2 separate regions of the Lactuca sativa genome follow, and region 2 is linked to region 1. The links are chromatin contacts, called in public Hi-C maps. All regions are on one chromosome and are shown on one strand. The core of a region is the stretch at or near the end of the contact, and the rest is flanking DNA. Distances in the headings are between cores, read along the strand shown. Region 1 holds the start of LOC111886478 (ubiquitin-conjugating enzyme E2-23 kDa). Region 2 holds the start of LOC111886524 (probable E3 ubiquitin-protein ligase RHB1A).

Region 1 (5,477 bases), core at 2,522-5,021:
ACCATGAAAATTAGGGTTTCATGCTGCCAGCCTACTCGTTGAGTTGAGGCTTCTCAACTCGTCGAGTAGACTTCGTAACTCGCATCCCAATCCATCTCTACTCGATGAGTTTGGGGCCTCTAACTTGTAGAGTATCTATACAAAAATGAATAATTATGAATTAAATACATACCAAGAACCAGACGTTACAATTGTTATCATATTTTGGAAACTTTACAAAAGTTACTATATTTTGGATAACTCGGATAACTATCACAAAAGTTACTATATTTTAATTTTCTTTTTCAATTTTTATATTCAGAATATGATGTCACAAAATAGTCTTGTTATCATACCATGTAAGCATGTTACGTTATTAAAACTGACACATCGACATCTTAAATCATATGGCAACGTGGTTGAGAAGTTCGAATTGTAACAATATGTTAAAAGAAAGTGTCCAAATTGAGGGAAAAAACTTAGTGTCAAAGTCAAATTTTTTTGAATTTACCCTTAAATTAATGTCGAAAACATTTCAAAATTATACATATTAGAATGGTAATAGGTCTTGAGCATATTAGGATAGGTCCATTTACGTTGTGTATTCGGGAGGTTTTTAAGGAGAGAAGTGAAAAAATAAATAAATAAAGAAAATTATGTTTACTTTTTACTTTTTTTTGAAAAAAAAAAAAAAGAAATGTCTAATTTTTAAAATGAAAAAAATTGAAAATAAGGAAAATCATGTTTACTTTTTCTTTTTTGAAAAAAGAAATGTCTAATTTTTAAAATGAAGGAATTTGGAGAAAAATAATCTACTACAAATATAAAATTTGATCGTTATCAATTTCACCTTTCATAATCACGATTTTTTAATGCATCTCAAATACGTTTGCCCTCCATCATTAAATGAGTCCAAAATCATGGTTTTCCTTTCTTTTCTTTCAAACTCAAACTCACATCAATACAATATATCTTTCTATTTTACTCTATTTCTTTCCCCTCTTTTTCTTTATTAAACTCAAAAACACAAAGGTTAGTTTGCTTGTCCTATGAAGATCCAGGCCTCATAATACTTCCCTATCCGAAAAGACTCGTCCTCGAGAGTCTTCGTCATCTCCCAAGGTTTAAGTTTTCTGTCATAATCTTCGAGATATAAACTTTTTTACTCCACTTTCGGTGCAACATGGTATTTATCGTAACTTTTACAATAATAGATCAAGACTATACTTGCATTGCAGACCTCACTTTTGGTTCAAGGACTTTCAATGAAATCAGCAACATAAAGCGACTTAAAATGTGAATCACGTTTTTGATACGACGATGACTTCATCAAAATCAACAAAAGAGAGTAATAAAGCAAAATATGATAACTTTTCAAAGTTGAAGCCTTTTTCCCTCTCAGCGACTAGATTATAACTTGGACGAAAAATACATTTCCACTTTATGCAATTAAAAGTAGAGGTTGTGACTTGTGAAGTTATAACTTGTACGAAAAAAAAACATTTTTCATTTTAAGCAATTAAATGTCACAATGTTCCGGAAAACAAACCGCATAGCATCTGACACAGAAACTTTAGAATTAATCAAATATAAACAACAAATGTTACAAAAGACACAAGTTTTTACATGAATTATTCCAGCAAATTGCCTTTAGAGGGCTAAATGTTTTTTTTTTTTTTTTAAAACTTAAAAAGACTAGTTACGATGTACATAGGAACATGAACATGAAACAAATGCATTCAAGGGTCGGCTTTTCCAGCTACTTCTTCATCACTAGACGCGTATTCAGCTTCACTCAGTTCCTCATCACTCGATTGCTCTTCAGGCACAGCTCCAGCATCCTCTGGCTTTGCATATCTCTCACAGTACTCTGATAACAAATTAAACACAAATCTTCAATTCACCCACTTCCAATTTTATTTTTAGGGACCCTACTTTTATAGTTTATACGTATGCCTATAATCTATATTATAATTACAGTTTTACCCTTTGTCATCGTAATGTACTCTTTCGCTTTAAGGCAAAATACCCTCGATCATTAGAGACCAAAAATCAATACTATCAGCATTTGTTAATTATGGGAAGATTTCCGCTCAATTGATTTTGTACTTACCTTTAACTTTTTGTTCATATGCAGTTCTGTCTCTCATCATTAGTGCTGCAGCATCTCCATTTAAGGGATCAGATGGATTCGGGTACAAAAGAAGCTGAGGAAGAAACACTTCAAACACATTCACAAGATCTGCAGATTAGAGACAATAATTCATTAATCACCAAAAAAAATTTGTAAATTGTAAAATAGAACACATAACAATGGTGATAAGTTGATTTACCAAACATCGGGCTCCATGTCTGATTAATAACATCTAAACAAACCGATCCCGACCTGCAAAAAGTCACATTTGTTGTTGACAATAATTAATTTTTGGCAAACCACTGTAATTAGAGCTAAAGAAGCTCACATTTCATCCACATTTGGATGGTAGATTTTGTTGATGAAACCAATTGAAGGAGATTTGTATGGATATGCATCAGGTAGCTCCACCCTTATTCTCCAAACACCTCCATCATAAGGACCTGACACATCATCAATGGTCAATAATAACTAAATCTTTTATTGCAGTTTTGACAATTAATCATAAATTTCGGGAAGTGGGATAGTCATGTAAAGAGAAAGAACTCAAGATTATATCAGCATTATGATTAATTTGCAAGGGACAAAAGATCACACGAACACAATGTTCACATGACTCAACAAAAACACACAATATTTACATGGTTCAACAATTTGCGTACATCCAACTTGGTTACAAAGAGTACGCTAGAAAAACAAGGCATCAAAAATCGTCACATAACCATTTTGTAAAAAATTTGATCGAGCTATTGTCTAAATCATAGTCCAATTTGCATAACAAAAAGATATTGTATCAACATAACAGTAATGTTAAGTGTATAATGAGACAAAGGACCCTGGACCCATATTTTAATCCCTGATCATTGCGAACTTGGGAAAGTGGAATCGAATTGATAAATAAAGAACATAAAACACATAAATTCCTGAAGGGATTCAATTAGGTTCATTTAACCCAACACTGAACACAAATTTATGGGGTTTCAACTATGCGAGCAACATGTCAACACAATGGAATAACAGAACCAAAAGTAACATGATATACCCACAAAGATAACATTTTTTTTTCATCTACTTTATGTTCAGATGAATACCCATAAAGTTTTACAATCAAATCAACTGAAAAATAAGGAGATTTTCGTTCATATATATCAGAAAAGCAAAATAATAGCAGAAACAGATGGATATGAAACGTACTGTCTTTTGGTCCATGAAACTGTACATAAAACTCTTGCATACCATCATTGATCATATCTACTTTATAATCACCCATCATCCTAATTCACGAGATGAATCAAAAAAAAAAGCAATAAGTTGAGATTCTTGAACAAATATACCCAGAGGAAAAAAAAAAGTAAAAGAAATTTAAGTGGTTGAATTCGTTGAATTACAGCTTCATCAAATCCATCTCCCGTCGCTTGCTCGGTGAAGACATTTTTTTAGTTAATAGGAATATAAGATATGATGTATTGGTTCGTTAGTGATTTTGATGAAAGTAATTTGCAGATTGAGGATGTGTTTTGAGTGTTTTTGGGTGGTGGATGGCGTGCGGGGAAGAGAGATGAGGATTCTTTGAGAAAGAGAGAGAAAAATGAAGGCGGTTCAGACAATCAATGAGTGAAAGCAGGACTGAGTAGATTCTTTTTTAATCTCCAAAGAAGCATACGATCAGATCATCACTTTGTCGATAAAATAATAAAAGGATTTTTTTTTTTTAAATCTAAAAATAAACAGAGATAAAGTCACCGCTACGTTTATATGAATTTTTTTTCAATATATTTTGCAAAAAACAAACAAGATTTTTTAATTACATGATTACACCTAAATTACTTCTAATATTTATTAGGGGATAATACGTTAGAGCACTAGATGTGGGCAACTAGATGTAACATCATTTTGGTGTAACATCATTTTGGTGTCACATCACATGCCACATCATCAATGGTATTATAACACCAAGTGGGGAAATTGTCACCATGTTGTATCTTGTTATGACAACTTTTTTTTTCCATTTTATAATTTATTTTGTATTTTTTTTCTAATTTTTTTTTTAATTTAGACAAATATTTTTTAAATATAACATAATAAATAAAACATAATGTTTAAAAATTATAAATAACGTATAATAATTTTTAAAGATTAAAATTAACATAGAGATTAAATTACACTTAACATCCAAATTCAAAAAAAAAATATAACATCTAAATTCAAAAAAAAAAAAATACAACGCTATTCATTATCGTCATTGTTACCATAGAATATATAATCCGTCAAGTCTTCTCGAAGTTGTCTGTGTTTATTTGCGTCATGAATGTCAACAACGCGATGCAAATAATCTACTGTTCCTGATTGAAACTGAACGTGTCTAGGCTCCGTTGGCATATAGTGTGCAATATTTCGCCATTTATCTTCTACTACCATGTAATGCATTATGATACATGCATACATGATATATCGTAAAGTTTCTAAATCCAATGGTCATGCTGGATGTTCGACTATATGCCACTTCGCCCTCAACACTCCAAAAGCACGTTCCACATCCTCACGTGCTCCTTCTTGTTTTCTCTTAAAAACTTTATCTCGTTTTTCAACCGGGTGGCGGAATGCCTTCACGAATGTAGAATACTGAGGATAGATTCCATCTGTAAGGTAATATCCATATTTGTATTCGTTTCCATTCACTGTGAAAGGAGCATCTGAGGCTTTTCCATTAAAAAGATCGTCGAATATTGACGACTGATCAAGAACGTTGACGTCGTTGTTGGAACCCGCAACCCCAAAAAATGCATGCTAAATCCATAAATCTTGAGAAGCAACAGCCTCTAAAACCAACGAAGGTTATCCGTGATGACCACTTGCGTATTGCCCTTTCCATGCTACCGGACAATTTTTCCATTTCCAGTGTGTGCAATCAATGCTTTCGATCATTCCGAGAAACCCATGGCGCTCTTCATGCGTTGCATACAATTCTTGAAAATCATGCAACGAAGGTTTCCGCAAATACACGTCTCCAAATGTTTCAACAACACCCCTTGACAATGTATACAAACTCTCCCTTGCGGTTCTTTCGGACATTATCATATAGTCATCCATGGTGTCGGGTGACTCCCCCATAGCCATCAAACGAATGGCCGCAACACATTTATGTAAAGTTGTAAACCCTCGTCTACCTCTAGCGTCATATCTCAATTGGAAAATTTCATACCTAAACATATATTAACTACAGTTTAAAAATATATTGTATATGTTGTAAAATTAAAGAAACATGTACTAGATTTTTTTGTATAAAAGTATAATAAAGAAGCGATGCCGGCTTTTCAAGGCGTTGGCGATCTGTAGGAACACATCCCTACTCAAACGAAATATT
Region 2 (6,144 bases), core at 521-3,020, 130 kb after region 1:
TTTTTGCCCAAAGTTTTCATGATAAATAAATGGTATTGATTTGGACCCTGGAATTTCTTGTATTTGCCAAAGGGTATTTTCGATATTTATCATATATCAACAACAATTTTTCTTAAAACTATTTCTCCGAATTAAAACGTTCTTGAATACCATATGAAAATTGTTGAAATTGAAATTTGGAGTAACCTGATCGCACACAGGGCACGTATTACTTCTTTCCATCCATTCAAGAATGCACGACAAGTGAAAATGATGCTCGCATTTCGTGACTATTTTTGGATTTTCTTCGTCATATTCTGCATAGAAGAAAAAGAAATTAAAACGCTTCCATAATCTCGAAGCAATAGATTTGATTAATATAAGCATTTACCTTCAAGACATGTAGGACACTCCTCAGGGGCTACAAAAGGTGCATTTGACTTCTTGACTTCGCCATCGTCTTCTTCAGTAGCAACAAGTTTGATATCAATTTGGTCTTTGCAATCAGATTCCATGGTTTCCTTAGCCAGATTTTCACCATGATTACTGATTTTTATATCTTCAATAGGGTCAGAACAATTTGTTTGCACAGGAGGAGTTTGAGTTTGAGGATCCCCAACAATTGCTTCATATGGTAAAGGTGCTGGTGGGTGTCTGTAAGTGTCTGGTATGGAAGTATCAAGATTTGTATCAACTAAAAGCCCTGTAGGAACAACAGAAGCTACACCACTGTGTGCTGATAATGGCTGCCGATCCTCTGATACTACTGGATACTGTACAAGAAATGGAAAAATTGGAAATAGAAAAACAGAGGGATCAAGGTACAAGAGAAAAGACTTCACTAACATGATATAATCGGGGTGAATTGTTCCATTCTACACGGTTTGAAGAACAACAACAGCAGCCTCCCATATTTATTCACTTGTGTGTATGATCCAAGTACTTCTCATGGCTTTCTGTTCTGTAGCAAAGGAAACTGTGTATCAGTAGAATTTCATGAAGGGTTGCATAACAATGATCAAATAAACAGATCCTTATATCCATGGAAATAAGTATTTATTATATGTCGATTATGTAACAGAGTTGCAAAGTAACAACTAAGAGCGTTTGAAGTTCAATAAGAAATCACTAGTTATCCCTTAGCAAACTAAGGAAAGTAAAAACCATGAAGGTAAACACACAGAGAGATCATACAGATCATGATTAATCTAACAGCTTTCGTAAATCCAATTTCCTGATCATCCTACAGCATCTGATCACTCTAACAGTAGGAAAAATTCAAATTAATTAATCATTCACGCTTAATTCGATATACACCTGCTACTTTTACTCATCTTCGTAGATCACGATCAATATATAATCGATACAGATGAACTAAAATACACACCGACTCAATGCAAAATCGTAAACACATAAAAACCTTTCTGAATTGTTGTCCATGTGGACATAACCAATAACCAAAACCAGACCCTAAAATAACTTCACCCTGCAATCAAACAAAGCAACCAGTAGCTCAAAATCAAACCCGATTCTGACAGAATTACACTATGAAAACATTAGGTAATTAAGTTTTCCCAGATTAATGAACACCAAAAACATACACAGACACAGTAAGACGCTTTTATGACAGTGCGTACCTAAACTTGAGGGATTGAATCGGGTGGAGTCGTGTGGTTTCGGCTCAGCGGGAGAGACGAAATGGAAATGGTGTGGGATTCCGTGTAATGAAGGAATTTGAAAAACAATAGAAAATAAGTGGGAAAATGAATATTTTAATGGGATAGTTTAAAAGAGAATAGATACCTGGATACTCGTCAAATGTGGTTGTGACGCGTGTGGAATTCTTTTCATAAAGAAAAATCAAAAGCCAGGTTGGGTTACTGACTTTTAACAACCTCGCCTCAATATCCACGCGCTTCTCTAGGACCACTTCTAACTTGGGTTAATTGATTGGTGTGTAGGGCTAATCATATAACAAAAAATGTAAAGGAATATTAATATTAATTAAAAAAATAATTTTATATATATATATATATATATATATATATATATATATATATATATATATATATATATATATATATATATATATATATATATATATATATATATATATACATTGAGCATTTATATTGTGAATGTAGTCTTGTAAGATGCTACTATTATAGATCGATCTTTTATTTTGTGAACGTCACATGTATATGCATCATGTGATTTTGCAAAAAGTCGTTACAATTCTGTGTATTTATTCTACTTTCGTGAAATAGTAATTATGTTAAAATTTCAACTACAACCAATTTTGTAGTTTAAAAGAAAATACTATCACCATTGACCCAAAATATTACAAATCAAAGTGTAGCTACAAAACACGTGATAATATGGGAATTACGTTATTTCACGATTTTTTTATATGTTTTGTAAATCATTAGGGAAACATATCTACAACGTATTACAACAAAAATTAGTCAGATTATTGGATATTAATCATGTGGTGTCATTTAGTTGCATAATTCGATTATAGTAGTTTCACAAGAGTATGTAAACAAGAATATATACTTTGACGTTTCGAACAACAATTCGCTAATTGGTGTCTGACTATCAAAGTATCAAGTAACTAATAAACTGATATTTTGGGACCATTCTCCTTCCCTTCGGGAAGCGCAAATCCATTTGATAAATGTATCAAATTTTTGAAAATTCAAGTCAAAATTAAGTTCTCCAAATTAATCACATAAATAAACATTTAAAGATCATATACTATGATATTCAAATATTCCTTCATAGAAATGAAATAAAACAAAATAAAGAAATATGGGGAAATCAAATTTGATGGTCTAAATTGGGATTTTTTTTTTTCTTTTTTGCGACGATTGGCATTGTGTTGTTGTTAGCATCCGTTTGGGAAATCTTCTCCTCCACATCTTTGTGGGGTTTCCACTATACGTCGTGAGCAAACAGTGAGATTCTAATAGAGTTGTATATAATACTAATTACGCAAATTCAATGTGTGTTAAGGTTACATAACCTATATTTTGCTTATGCTCACACAAACATCAGATCATGTTTCCATGGGTACAATTAACAACTTCAATTTCCCCAACTGATTGTGAATGGTAGTGTTGTTGAAGTTTGATTATATTTCAAAACATCGACATAGAGTTAGCCAAACATGAGATAGAAACTTATCATATTTGTATACCGGTCAGACATGATTGATTTAAGGACACTATGTAGACATGAGATAGAAACTTATTATACTTGTATACCAGTAAGAGGTGATTTATTTAGGGATGCTATGTTGGCAGGGAAATTTCCTGAAAGAAAATTTTAGTACCATTAACACGATCAGAAGATTTCTTGAACAATACAAAGAGTGACATCTTTGAGAATCGAGCTACTCCTCATTGATTCCTTGGAAGATTAAAAATAAAGTTTATGGATACGTCTTCCCAAGTTCTTGTAGGTACTGATGAAGACATGTAAAATACTACATTTTTTAGAAAAACATACTATTCATTTTATTGTAATGTACTATATATGTCTCACAAATGTTCTTGGTGTTCCTTCTCTCTTTGGTTTAAGATCAGAATGTTGTCAAAAGTAAATGACTACAATTTTCTCAATAAATGGGCATGACACCTGGGTCATCAGTTGTATTAAAATGCTAGGTGCATATGATAATCCAAAATACATTACCAACCATTTGTGTAAAACATTATTTATTAGGTGGCGACTGTGGTGGTGGCAGACGGCGGTAGAACAGTGTGGTGGTGGTGAAAGATGTTCTTGAGTGTTCTTGAGAAAGAAGAAGATGTGTCTATGATGGATAACATAAGAGAGAGAGAGAGAGAGAGAGAGTATTTTCATTTTCATTTTCTTTTTTTTATTTCTGTAAAAAAATGAAAAAAAAAAAATATATATATATATATATATATATAAAGGGCAAAATCGCCATTATATGTAAAAAATAAACCAAAATTAACCAAACTCGCAATAAAATGGAAACTTCTAGACCATTTTTGTTACTCTAAACTTGTTTGGCCCGAAATGACAATTTTTGGCATACCTCATGAACCATTCTTGCAATTTTCTCTCTCTCTCTCTCTCTCTCTCTCTCCTATATATATATATATATATATATATATATATATATATATATATATATATATATATATATATATATATATATATATATATATGAGGAAAATGAATATATCTTACAATACTACATAAGCTTAGGTACCTAACTCCATCATATTACGTTATTTTATATCATATTTGCATTTGTAATCGTCAAAGCCTCTTAAACTTCAACACATAACTTGATTTACATCAAAACATTTATGACGTTCACTTTTATTTTCCTCATACGTTACGTCTTTTGTCGAAAAACTATATGGTTATATTTACTACAAATGAAAATGAAAAAGATGCAAGGGATACATAAATAACAAATTTTCAAAAAATTTCGAAACAAATCAAGTTGGGTTGAAAATTAAGAACCGTGAATGATTACAAATGAAAATATTATGCAAAACGACATATTATATATGGATTGTGTACCTAAGCTTATATAGTGTTGTAAGGTATACTCATTTTTCCATACATACGTACATATGTATATATATATATATATATATATATATATATATGGTAAATCTCCAGAAAAGTCTCAATATTTACGAAAAATTTACATTTTAGTCTCAAGATTTTGTTTTTGAACGAAAAAATCCTGAAAACCGGCAAAAATTTACAGTTTGACCCTTTTTGACCGGTTAAAACCGGTACCAAAGTAATTTGAGACTATTTCGTAAACTAACCAAAAATATTTGGACTTTTCTATAAACAAAGATATTAGGACTTTTCTGTAAACAAAATTATTATGACTTTTCTGCAAACAAAACCCTTATTATTATTATTATTATTATTATTATTAAAAATATAAATAAGAATACTATTTTTTGAACTTGTATTATTAATATTGTTAATAAAACATATAAATGAATTTAATGAAAAAAATAATGATATTGTTTAAGGGTGGAGGTGGAGGAGATGGTGATGTTTTTAACATTGAAATCATGAATTTCTGCTTGTATATTTTTACTTTGTATATGGTCATTCCACATTTGTTATTATTATTTTCAATTCAGAATATTAATACTTAACAATTTAAAATAGATTGCATATTTGTAAAATTGTTTATAAATAGTTTAAGGTAGAAGGATTTCTCACTTTGTATATAAAATTGTTTAGGATATAATGATTACTTTCCAAATACAATAGATCCACTACAAATATCTACATAGATAGGTAGCCCATATCAAAATTCAAAAGTATTACCTACAAGTAAGTCTGGGGTGACAAATGTCGTACCATTCTAACGCCTGAATAATGTTGTGCATGTCACTAGTCACTAGTCGCTAGGATGGTTATAAAACTCACAATTAGGTATTAACAATACATTTGGTTTACATACATACCTTCAAATGGCTTTATTTAGATAAAACTACGTTGCACTATTTTCCAATATAATACAGTTACATTTCTGGAAACATGCATTCAAAGGGTTTTACACATATACACTACAGTACACTATATATATAGTACAATACAACTTACATACATTCCAAATAGTTTTATAAAGACATAAAACTACCTTATACTATTTTCAAGTACAATGATATTCATAGATTTTTGGTCTTAGGGTATTAAGACTACAGTTCATTTAATAGAAAATATTAGATTTTTTGGAAGAAAACACTATTATTTTCAAGGAACAAATACGCTATTTTTTCATGCAAAATGTTTATGAACTCACTAACTTAATTGTTGACACTCCTTTCAAAACTACTTGTATTCTCAGGGAATCACTAAGACAAGTATCGGCAAGCTTTTGAAGACGAGACGCTAAGACGTCATTTAGTCTTATATCATCATATTGTAATTGATTTTTGAAACATGTAACAAATACAAACCATGTAACTTTATCAATTATATTTATGATGGTTATGTTTGCTTTGATCTCTATTATACAATTGTTATGATACTGTACATGACGTCATCCGCCCCCGGATGTTTCCGCCGTTTACTCGGTTCGAGGGTGTGACAATATATATTTTGGAAAAGGAAAATAATTATATAAATAAAAGGGAACACGAAAGCAAG

What was found. Hi-C and Micro-C count contacts between places; a contact is called where the count stands out from the background.
Region 2: a Hi-C map of leaf shows a contact between it and region 1, with 4 times the contacts expected there. The contact joins the promoter of LOC111886524 here to the promoter of LOC111886478 in region 1. A contact is called at or near these places in 3 of 4 Hi-C or Micro-C datasets (leaf and seed).

What each region holds. Positions count from the first base shown.
Region 1 is chr3:11,295,774-11,301,250 of Lsat_Salinas_v11, forward strand. LOC111886478 (ubiquitin-conjugating enzyme E2-23 kDa) reads right to left here and starts at 3,772. Exons shown (of 6, transcript XM_023882724.2): 1 at 3,502-3,772; 2 at 3,308-3,387; 3 at 2,442-2,556; 4 at 2,313-2,365; 5 at 2,093-2,221; 6 at 1,540-1,849. The coding sequence starts at 3,545. The coding sequence ends at 1,719. LOC111886492 reads right to left here and starts at 5,224. Exons shown (of 2, transcript XM_023882746.2): 1 at 4,991-5,224; 2 at 4,589-4,900. The coding sequence starts at 5,224. The coding sequence ends at 4,589.
Region 2 is chr3:11,429,169-11,435,312 of Lsat_Salinas_v11, forward strand. LOC111886524 (probable E3 ubiquitin-protein ligase RHB1A) reads right to left here and starts at 1,771. Exons shown (of 5, transcript XM_023882779.2): 1 at 1,617-1,771; 2 at 826-940; 3 at 371-752; 4 at 187-296. The coding sequence starts at 891.